Regions from separate parts of the Anser cygnoides genome. Here region 2 is linked to region 1. A link is a contact called in public Hi-C data. All regions are on one chromosome and are shown on one strand. The core of a region is the stretch at or near the end of the contact, and the rest is flanking DNA. Distances in the headings are between cores, read along the strand shown. Region 1 holds the start of GREM2 (gremlin 2, DAN family BMP antagonist). Region 2 overlaps FMN2 (formin 2).

Region 1 (5,171 bases), core at 1,983-4,482:
ATTCAGTGCAGGTATGCCAATTTACAAATAGGGAAAATCTGTGTAATGGAATCAACAGACCTCTTGGGTTTCTTCTCTTCCATCTTATGAAACTCTGTGAATCATATCTTGGGACAGGACTGAGGCTGGGCTGTGTGACGGACTGCCCTGTCTCTCAAGTCTCTTTTGGCCCCGTGGCTGTGCTCTCCATGCGCTCCTGCCAGACGTGTTCACAGATCAGGACAATCTCCGCTCAGGGCTGCAAAGCAGAACAGAGCTGCTGTAATGGCAGTGACAGAGATATAGTCCTCACCGTGAAGGAGATGGGTACCGGTTGTCTGGGCTTTGTCTCAGTGGGAGACACAAGATATGAACAACAGTCATTCCTGAAGAATGGCCAGATCAGAAGGAGAATGCAGTCATGAAATCTGTAGATTAAAAACAGGTATATGCTTCATCAGTTTGCTGAGTGGCTGCCTCTGTAATTGCCAAGGGATGTTAAAAGGTTAGTATGTTCATTTAAGTAGGGCATACAATAGAAGTCAGGCTGCCACACTGTAGGAAAGATGCAGTAATATCAACACAAATGTGCTTTATACTGGTGTCGCTAGGTAACTGCTACCTGTAGCATATATCTGTTGTACTTTTAAAAATCAAAATAAAGCCCGCACACCAATTAAAAATTTTTATGGCATAAAATTATGGTGTACACCAGAGCAGAGAATAAACATGTTATGTATTTTCCATGTCAGATCAACACCCACTGCAGTTCTCACTAACAAAGTCGTAAAAAAAATAAAGTTGTTTTGGAAAGAAAATGTTTCAGTTAGCCCTACTAGTAGATAATTGGAAGGAATATTCACAAAACCCAAACATTTAATTTAGAAATTAGTCATATAATGAGAAAAAAAAATAAAAAAAAAATGAAGTCAAACAACTTTTAAATCTTTAAATTCCCCACATACCTTCTAGGATTATAGTAACCTGTGGAAGGTCATTATAGTTATAAAGGAAAAGATTAAATAAGCACTTAAGCAGACATAAATAAAACGGACAGGTTAAAAGCTATTAAATTGAACAAGACTAATCAGTGCTGTAAAGGAATCCAAACTAAACGGGAAGGAAACAAACATGGTGTTGAGAATGGATAACGCGAAGTAGCAACTCTGGAAGTACAAAACCTTATGAAGTCCCAAGACCATTTCACCACAGAAAGATCTAAGGTCATAAGGAGAACCACAAAGAATTTCTTCCTGTAGCAGGTTCAGAGCTTCCCCCCCCCCCCCCCAAAAAAAAAAAAAAAAAAAAAAAAAGATAAGCAGGAGATAAAATTTGCATAGAGATGATGGGATAATACATCTGAAAACCCATGACTGGAAGGAGGCCTACGGGAACAGCCTGCCACAGTGTTTGCTTCAGCAGGTGCTCAGCTGGAGGCCATCTGCCTTACCATGCCACAGCCAACCGTCCATGAAGGGAGAAAAAGGGGAGGCTGAAAAAAAGGGTCTGAAAATGGTGTAAGGACTCTTCCTGGGAGAAAGCCAGACTGAAGGCAGGCATCACTTTTTGACTTAGGAAATACTGAAGTAAGACAAGCCAGTCTTTTGGATCAGGAATGTGCAGGAAGAAACATGCCTGCTGCAGAGGTGCCAGTGGGGTCATGGGGATACAGTGGCTGCTGTGGCTGAGCCTGGAGGGCCATGGTCATGAGCCTGGAGGGCCATGGAGGGCCATGAGGTCACAACTTGGCTTGATCTCTGAGCTAGTGATTTCATTTCTCTCAGGGAAAAATAAATGGGTAATATGTGATGGAAACATACATAATAATAATGAAACAGGAGGATTTTTTTAGTTACTTTTGTGTTCCAGACATATAGATCCACTGAATTCACTGGGGGATGTTTTCGCTAATAAAGCTGGTAAAATGAGGGACGATTAGACCTCAAGTATGGATATTTATAAACATCTCTGTTTTCATATATTTCTCAATATTTCCATTTTTATTTTTTTGACTTTTGCCTGAATAAAAAATAAACAAAAACATTTTGATAGCTAGCTGTGCATACCCCGAAGAGACAAAAGCATGCACTCTTTCTAGAGAGGGCGAAATAGCATCTTATTTTAAATATAAAAAAAAAAATACACCAAACAACAACAATAAAACCTGAATCAATTTGAAATGTTCTGAAGGTTACCATTTAAAAATGTAGAGATGCTGCTGGGATGCAAAGGTATCTCAGCAACTCCATTCGCTGTGTTTCAAATGCTACGGTCTGCCAAATTTGGATAAATGTTGACTTTTAATGGCACCTGATGTACCATCAGGCACAGACATTTCTTAATTCAACAGCATCAGTCAAATGCAGGTCACTGCATTAATTAAGAGTGCATCTGTTATAACTGATCATTTTGTTCTCCCTAATTTTTAATAAGCAATTTTGCCAACATGTTTACTGGAAATATTACAACATCTTCCTGCGCTGAGAAAACCCAAAGGGCCTATTTATCTCATTCTACTGTATTGTTGTTTAAACAGAGGGCCATGCTGAAACCAAAGGATTGCTGTTTCCCCCAGAAGACAGGTCTAAGATTTGACTTTATACAATAGCAAGTCTGTGGGAGAGAAACGCCTTTTCCACAGGCCACTGAAGTCATCCCGAGCAAAAGGGGGATACCAACATCAAAGATGCACCGGGAAATGACAGTCACAGCCAATGCGATTTAATAACCCTGGGTTCAGGAAGAGGAGGCTTAGCATCCTGATTTTATTTTCTGTGCATGCCACGGTTTGACGTGGATTTGACCAAGTTAGGGCTAGGAACCCAAACAGCGTTAAGAAAAGCAAACTGAACTTAGGCAAAGACCGCTTTGTCCTACCTCAGACTGAGCCCTCAGGTGGTCGGGTTCTGCATGCTTTTAATTTTACTCGCTAGGGATATTTAAAAACACGTTCCCAGCACCAGCGAGGCTGGATCTCGAGCATGACACCGAATGTCACAGGCGCTTAGAGCGCAGGTCCTCGGGCCCGAGGGGGGGGACGGCGTGCGGGGGACCCGCGGGTGCTCTCCCGGGGGAGCTGGGGCGGGCGGTCCCCCCGCGGAGGCACGGCCGGGGGGCTCGGGGGCGGGCGGGGGGCTCGTCGTGCCGGCGGGGGGCTCGTCGTGCCGGCGGGGCCGCGCACAGCCCGGGGGCTGCCAGGGCCGAGCGGAGTGTGTGCGGCCGGCGGCGAGGGGAGGCGGGCGGGGAGCCGGGCGGGCGGGCGGGCGGGCAGGGAGGCTGGTGTGAGCTGTTTGGCCACCGGAGCCAATCGAAAGCTGGGGCTTGATCCTCTCCTCGGGCAGTGGCTGAGAGGAGCCAGTGCCGAGCTCCCCCCTCCGCAGCTGGGACCCGGCGAAGCCGCCTCGCTCGCTCCGGGCACCGCGCTCCCGCAGCGGGCGCCTATGGGCATCTGCACCGCGCCGGGGCTGCGCACCACCGCCGGCGGGCGACGACGGCGACCCCGCTGCACGCCGCCTCTGGATCTATAGCCGGCAGGACGGAGCGCGCCGCAGACCCTTCCCCGCCTCGCTGCAGGTACGGGGGGGCGCCGAGCCAGCACCGGCCCGCGGCCGCCCGCCCGCTCCCCCCCATCTTCCTCCTCCTCCTCGCCCCCTGCCCTCCGACACCCGTCGCGGTGCTGACATCGCGGGGCCGCCCCGCGGCGCCGCCCCCGGGCGCGCTCTCTGCGCGGGCCCCGCCGGGGGCAACGCGGGGCCCCGCGGGCGTCTCCGTGCCCAAGGGCGCCGGGGCCGGGTCCCGGCAGCGCCGGGGCTCGGCGGCTTCGCTCCGAGTCACCTGCGGGGCACAAGCCCCTCGGCGTCCCATCCCCACGCTCCCCGAGGGGAAGCAGCAGCAAAATACGAAAAAAAAAAAAAAGAAAAGAAAAAAAGAAAAAAACAAAAAGAGAAAAGCCGCCCACCCCCTCGCGCTTGAAACCTGTGCCCCTTTGTACCGTGCTTTCTTTGCTTTGGGTTAATGATGGGTTGTGATTATGAAAGCCCAGGAGGGATCAGCTCCAAGAGCGAGCAGCACTACTTTAAGTCGGGAGCTGGAAATCCATACAAGTGCATACATACGCCGCTTGTTCCTTGTGCGAATGACGGTAATGATCCAAACCCACTTCTTGTCTCACAAGGAGCGCCCACCTGACTTTGTGCTGAAGCTAAGGAAATATTTGCATTCTCACAGGTCTTGCAGAATTGGAGTCACAGGTCCTGTAAAAAGTTGCACTGGCATTTGGCTGAACAACTCTTATTTTTAGCTTACTATTGTGAAAGCGGTTATATAACTTTCGGTGGATTTTTGAGGACGAAATTAACAGCTTGTAACAAGTTAAACCTCTCTTTTTTTGCAAAAGCGGGGGGAATAAACTGAATGAAAGCCCAATGACCACCATCAGGTGAGCTTCCATCTTACCACGGCAGTGGCAGACATCCCCCGAGGAAAACCCCCCAGGCCAGGAATCCCATAGCCCTCCTGGGAATCACCAAGCAACAGGTGCAAGAAGCGGCAATGCCTGCACACAGCCCTAATTAGCAGGCTGCTTATCAGGCCGCTTCAAGGCTGTTTCTCACTAAAGCAGGGAGAAATCAGCATGACTTCAGAGTCTTTACTTCCCGCCAGCACAGATACAATACAGATACTGTGCTTCCTGAGGGGATTAATTTGTTGCTTGAACTCCAAGAAGTATGTGCTGCCTGGTATATTTTGACACAGATGCTTCACTTGCTAACCTTCATGCATAGTTTCCAGGCTGGCTTTTGCAAATACTGAGGATAAACAATACTGTTCTAAGATTTGATAGCAGAGCCCTTACAAAATAACTGGACAGACGCAAGAAGTCTGGTTATTACTGGGAATCAGGGTTCAATCTCAGTACCCAGGCTCAGAGCAAGGGACCTCTCTTTTCTTGCACAGTCCCCATGAACTGCCGCTGTCCAAGAAGGGCAGCAAAGTCCTAAAGTCTGAAAAACTGTGTGTGATTACTGTGAAACTGATGAGGGCAGACCCATTTGCTAAATGTGTTGTGGAATGAGGGACAGATCTAGCTGGTAGCATTTTGCTTTCTTGCATTTAATGCCGCACACTGTGCACGCAGAGCTCTGGTGCTCGGGGGGAAGCGTGTCTGGTAACAGCGAGGTTTGCTCAACTTC
Region 2 (5,478 bases), core at 2,579-5,078, 45 kb after region 1:
ACACTGTATGGATCTCAAAGTATAGAGTAGTGTGTATTGCTTGCTTGCTTGTTTGCTTGTTTCCAACCCAGGGAAAAGGTAGTTACAAAATAATCTTGAAGGAAAACATGAGTGAGCCATCATGTGGCCAGAAGAGATGCCTGTCGCGGACCTTGAAAGAAGCACCTAGACCACAACTAGCAAGGAAGGGCTGTCTCCTTTATGGCAGAGTAACTGACATCTGCAGAAACCCTTTGCTGTCTTCCCTTCCCCCAATGTCTTGACCAAATCCTCTCATAGTTCAGCAATTTAGTTTGCGAGTTTGGGAGTTTTGCTTGTTTGGGTTTTAAGTAATTTGGTTTTACTGTTCTGCTGTGCTTTCATTACCTAAGTAAGTGTGGTCAGGGCCCTCTGCTCAGAACCTGCAAATGACTCCATCACTTGCCTCAAAAGAAGCTCAGGCAGCCATCTCCTCCAACACCCCACTCTCATTTCTGCCCATCTCTTAGCCACTATCATGTTTTTCCCGTAGCTTCATTGCCCGGCACCCACCTGAACTTCCATCTGTTTGCATTACAACCTAGATTCCAGCCTGGCTCTCCCTGCCGCTAGCTGCCTGACTACCAAAGCGTACCAGAGGTTTACGCAGTAATCCAATGAAGTCCCTGTTGTGAAAGCAGTCCAAGACCAAGGCAAAACTCCCAGCGTTGACGAAGGAGGCACTAGGTCAGATAGATCCTGTATTTCTTAAATGTGACTGGTGTTGTGGGAGAGGAAGAGGAGACAACTAACAAATGTTAGCTCCACCACTGTGGAACTGCTGATGTGGCAGGGCACCAGTCTGTGATGAGTGACAAATGAAGACTCCCAGTTTCTAAGAGCTTAAATTTGAGCTACAGATGAGAATAAATAAGAAAATAGTTTTGACTCAACACAAAGTTTATCTTCCTTTATCTTCAGAGAGACACCATGCTTTTGAGACAATGGACTTACAATCAGAAGCTTTTACAAGTAGGTTGGATGAATGTTTATCAGATACAGATGGGTCTGCCATAAGCAAGAGAATAACCTGGAAAACCTGTTCCATAACATGAGTCCCATTTGATTGATGGGCAGTAGATCTGAATGACGTTGGGCATTCTTTTTTTGTCTTCTTCCTTTGCTGACCAGTTCACATTATCTTCAGAAAAATTCAGCATTATCAGTTTTCACTTATTCTATCTACAGCAGTTCAAATTTGGTGTAACTTAAGTAAACTGATATAAAGGACTTGGCATAAACTCAGTTCTCCTTATTAACCTAGAGCATGCAAGAAAATAATGACAATGAAAAGACTTGCTACATCTTCTCTCAATGAAATTAATAACTGCTTCCAACTTCTTAAGCTGATCACTGGGAAATCAGGCAAGAAAAAATGACAACATATGGAAGATATTACTAATTGCATTCCCAATGCCACTGTTGGTTAATACTTAACTGACTTTTGGAAGTGCTTTGGGATGATGAAAGTTGCTACAAAAAAGCTAACCACTACTGCGTCATAACACACATGACAAAGTACCGTGCTTCTGAAAGACTTTAATTTGCAAAGCAAAACAACACAAATCTTCATAGCTCCTCATAAAAGCCAGACTTTTATTTTCATACTCAGTATGTTACATCCACTGCTCAGGTATGAAAGTCCTTATTTAGCTGCTGCAATTTAAGTAACTGAGTGATATATGGGGTTCACAATCAACAAAGGTTCAGAACCTGTGGCATGTTTGATGTTGCAATAAACAGGGGGTGAAGGGACCTAAAAGGCTGTTCCACCTCTTAAAAAACCAAACACACCCAAACAAACAAAATAACATTAGGCCAGAATTCTGTGAAAAGCCAAGTGTGTCACTGAACGAAATAGCAATGGTGAGGGTTAGTCTGGGATTCCACTCTGGGAGTGCTGTAGGTCAGCTATGATGCTGCACATAATGGGCCACTTTACTCTGTATAGAAGTTAAAAATAACTGTTTCCAACCTGTTTTCAAGAGACATGCTCAAATAGGTTGAGCCAGAGCACAGTGAAAGAAGAAAAGCTACATAGCAGCTTGTTTCTTCAAATCATAGCATGGTACTGCCAGCTGCAGTCAGCCTTTGACAGAATTGCAAATAACTTTTAGCATCTGCATTGCAGATCCTGTGAAAAGGGTAGCACGTACTTATGTTAATATGTACGTAACAGTACTACAAGGTTGTTGGACATATATGAAGTGTCTTTAATGATGTAAAACATATACATATTTTCATAAATTTGCATACAAAAGACATAGTATGCAGATAATACTTTTGAAAGCATGTTTTTGTCCTGATAGGAATTTCATGAGCCTGTTGGCAGTGTTAATAGGAACAGGCACTGTAGGCAGTGTTAATAGGAACAGGTTAAAGGCGCCTTTGTAGTAAGAATGCAGTCAGGCTTCTATTGAGTATCAAATCAGCTCCACAGCTGCAAAGAGATGGATTTGAACCACCTAAGCCTAATGCACTACTGGAAGGTATGCACAAGCCAGAGAAGTGAGTGATACAGTCTGACTGGCTAAAGGACTCTGAAGGTCCTCACTATCACCATCCAGGGAAGAAGTCATATGTCTACATAACCTGGAATTACTGTCACTGTGCTTCCAAATGGCAAGGAAAGAGAATCCCTGTTTCTACTGATCCCTTCGCAAAGGTTTTTCCTTGACGAGAAGTGGTGCTTCAGGAGTGAATGGTTGCAAGCAAACTACAGCAGAGCCTGAGAGTGAAGAGAGAAGGCAACTATTTTGTTATTATTCATTTTATTTTCATATAAATTAACATTCTAAAAAAAATTGAAATAGAAACACTAAATACAGTATTGCACATAGTGATCTTTGTTAGATGATCTATTATTTCATTTAGTATAGTAATATACATACTGTAGGTACTGAAGGAAACAGGAAGGCTACAAATGAAAACATGCTACTGTATCCTTGCACTTAGGAGCGAAGTTAAGAGGAAAAGACTACTGTTTACATAAATACAAACATGGATTTGAATCAGTGCCATTAAAATAGCTTTATTTTTTAAAGATTTTTTTTTCCATAAATTAGTTGTAACAACAAATAATCTCTTCTTTTCACTTCCCCAAATAGTAATGTTACTCCCATCAACACAAAGTTTTAGAACTCTATTCTTGGTAATTTATATCCCTGCCAGAAATTATTACAACAACAGAATTTCAAATAGGTTTGTCAGCAACAGGAGACTTGCTTTTCACATAGTGAAAAAAAACATCATTTCTAGTGCTTGGTATATGTGAAGAATAACAGATTCCTGAGGTCAAATTTCACACTTGTATAATATAGACACCTTGTATAATATATGACACCTTGTATAATATATTAGCCTCTGGACCACTAGGAATGTCTCATAATGTGCTAGATTAGACAGGGAACAACACACCCCAGCAGGTTAGACCTCATTTGCTTTACCCCAGCATCTTTCAGGCTCCAAGGCTGTGAGCATGTGCATCTAGTTCAATTGCACACACTGGTTACTTCAGGAAAAGCCAGCCATGAAAGCAAAACATTATCAATCAGGCTGATTGGTTTGGGGCTATTTAAGACCAGAGGAACGGGTTGTTACTGGTTGAGCATATCAAGGCTGATATAGTAAATTCTGGATTGAAAATAGGAATTAAGCACGTGGTCTAAAATGGAAGCCCTAAGTCATAGATTTCAATCATTGACCTCCTAGGCAGGGAGGCTGAAAGCCTGGAGGAAAAGTCTGCAATTACATTAAGTGTGAAATTGAGATGTCAATTAGTTGGTAGTCTTAAGTCTGTCACTAGAATTGGCTACTGTTTTCCATAAATGTCAGTCTCCATGTGCATCTTTTAATGGCTCTCTAAAGGAGTTTTAAATTAACTGCAAAGCTAATTCCAAAAGGGAATTCATGTACATGTGACCGAAAGCCTGCCTGACGTAACTGATCAGCAGTTAAAACTATACTACACCTTCTAAAGTTCATGTAAAAGTATTTGCTACTTTATAATGTTAACAAACTATAATAGCCAAATCTCTCTCATACTCTCCATAGTACTTCTGTGCTTTTCTGTATTTTCCTGCTTTTCATTTTTATTTTTTTAAATGCTGGATTTCTGACCTCACCATTACCACCTGACATTCACTATCTGGCAAAAGATGAAGTAAAAGTATGCTGCCTTATCGATTTTAAAGATAGTTATAGTAAACATCTTGTTCCACAAATATTTAGTCATGGAGGGCAACCAAACGAGTTGGGAAAGCATTGATTATACTGTATAAACAGCACTTAACAATTCAAAATACAAACTACAAATGCCAACATGAAACGGATACAAACAATTCACTAGGAGTAACATTTCTTTCCCTAATCTAAGTGCAGTGCCGTGAAGTATTTGTGTTAGACAGATGTTGCCAGTAGGAATGGAAATGTTTTACTTTATCAAGTAGCATTCTTATGAAGTTCAACTTAATGCAATTTCCAGCATGTTCAGAACTGATGCAGATGCTGCTTTTTATGCATGCTGACTTGGCCTATTTGTAATATACCATACACTTAACAAAATATCATTTTTGAGTGGAAAAGGAGATACAGAGTACAGGGAAGGTGTTTCAAGTCCATACCTAGTCTATTGCTGGGCACTCCATTAAAGTGATTACACACTCATTCATGAATGTATATTAACACATCAATTGGTGGAAAACTCTAGAGAACAAAAAGCGAATTCAAAAAGGTCAAGAAAGCAAATGATCAGGATGATGTAGTTTCCTTCCCCTTCACCCCCCCACCCACAGACATGTTGAGTTTTGGTAACCAGGTAACAATGGCTTTTGCTTTTCTTCTCTCAGATTTTCATACTTATCTTGGCTTTCTGAAAAATAATAAATAATAAAAAAAAGCAGAAACTGAGTATACATAAAAATATCACACAAATATGTAAAGCACATAAACACATAGGCTAACATTGAATTATACTTACTCTGGAGTTTAATTCACAAATAACATCCATTTGAAACTAGAACGGAAGTAAAGTGCAGCTAAACACTGCTTGTGAAATATTTTGTTTACTTCCCTTTTCACTGTATCAAATTTTCAGTAACTGGGAGTGACTGCAGTGGTAAATGAACCAAGATCCTGATATTCAGGCCTACCTGTAAGTCCAAGTTTCAGTGACTATAATAATGGTAATGATACGGGAATAACTAAGCCTATAGTTATTTTTAGAAACTATATCTCAGTGCTTTACATTCAGCAAGATGCAGGGGAGATGGAGAAATCCAAACTAACATTTTATTTTTTTTTAAAGCCTCTTGATCCAGTTTCAAATAAAATTGATAAAATAAAATCTAGTTTATCATTCCTAACCAAGCTGTTACCCTGTTTACATTTCCTGTGGCATGAACCACAGCCAGAACTCCCTAAATACACCACTATTTTTTGGAGCTAAACCTCTTAACATTA

Evidence for each region. A called contact is a pair of places that touch in the nucleus more often than the background predicts.
Region 2: a contact with region 1 is called in a Hi-C map of liver, with 2.3 times the contacts expected there. The contact joins the enhancer-like site here to the promoter of GREM2 in region 1. A contact is called at or near these places in 2 of 7 Hi-C or Micro-C datasets (both in liver).

The regions. Positions count from the first base shown.
Region 1 is chr3:40,154,708-40,159,878 of Taihu_goose_T2T_genome, forward strand. GREM2 (gremlin 2, DAN family BMP antagonist) reads left to right here and starts at 3,233. Exons shown (of 2, transcript XM_048079934.2): 1 at 3,233-3,552.
Region 2 is chr3:40,198,958-40,204,435 of Taihu_goose_T2T_genome, forward strand. FMN2 (formin 2) reads right to left here. Exons shown (of 21, transcript XM_066993979.1): 21 at 2,929-4,888. The coding sequence ends at 4,862. Among named protein-coding and RNA genes, the nearest start is that of GREM2, 44 kb to the left of the region's middle. Within about 2 kb of position 3,829, at least 1 of the 3 cell types and tissues checked has open chromatin away from gene starts, as enhancers often do. A contact at or near this core is called in liver, where this site is marked.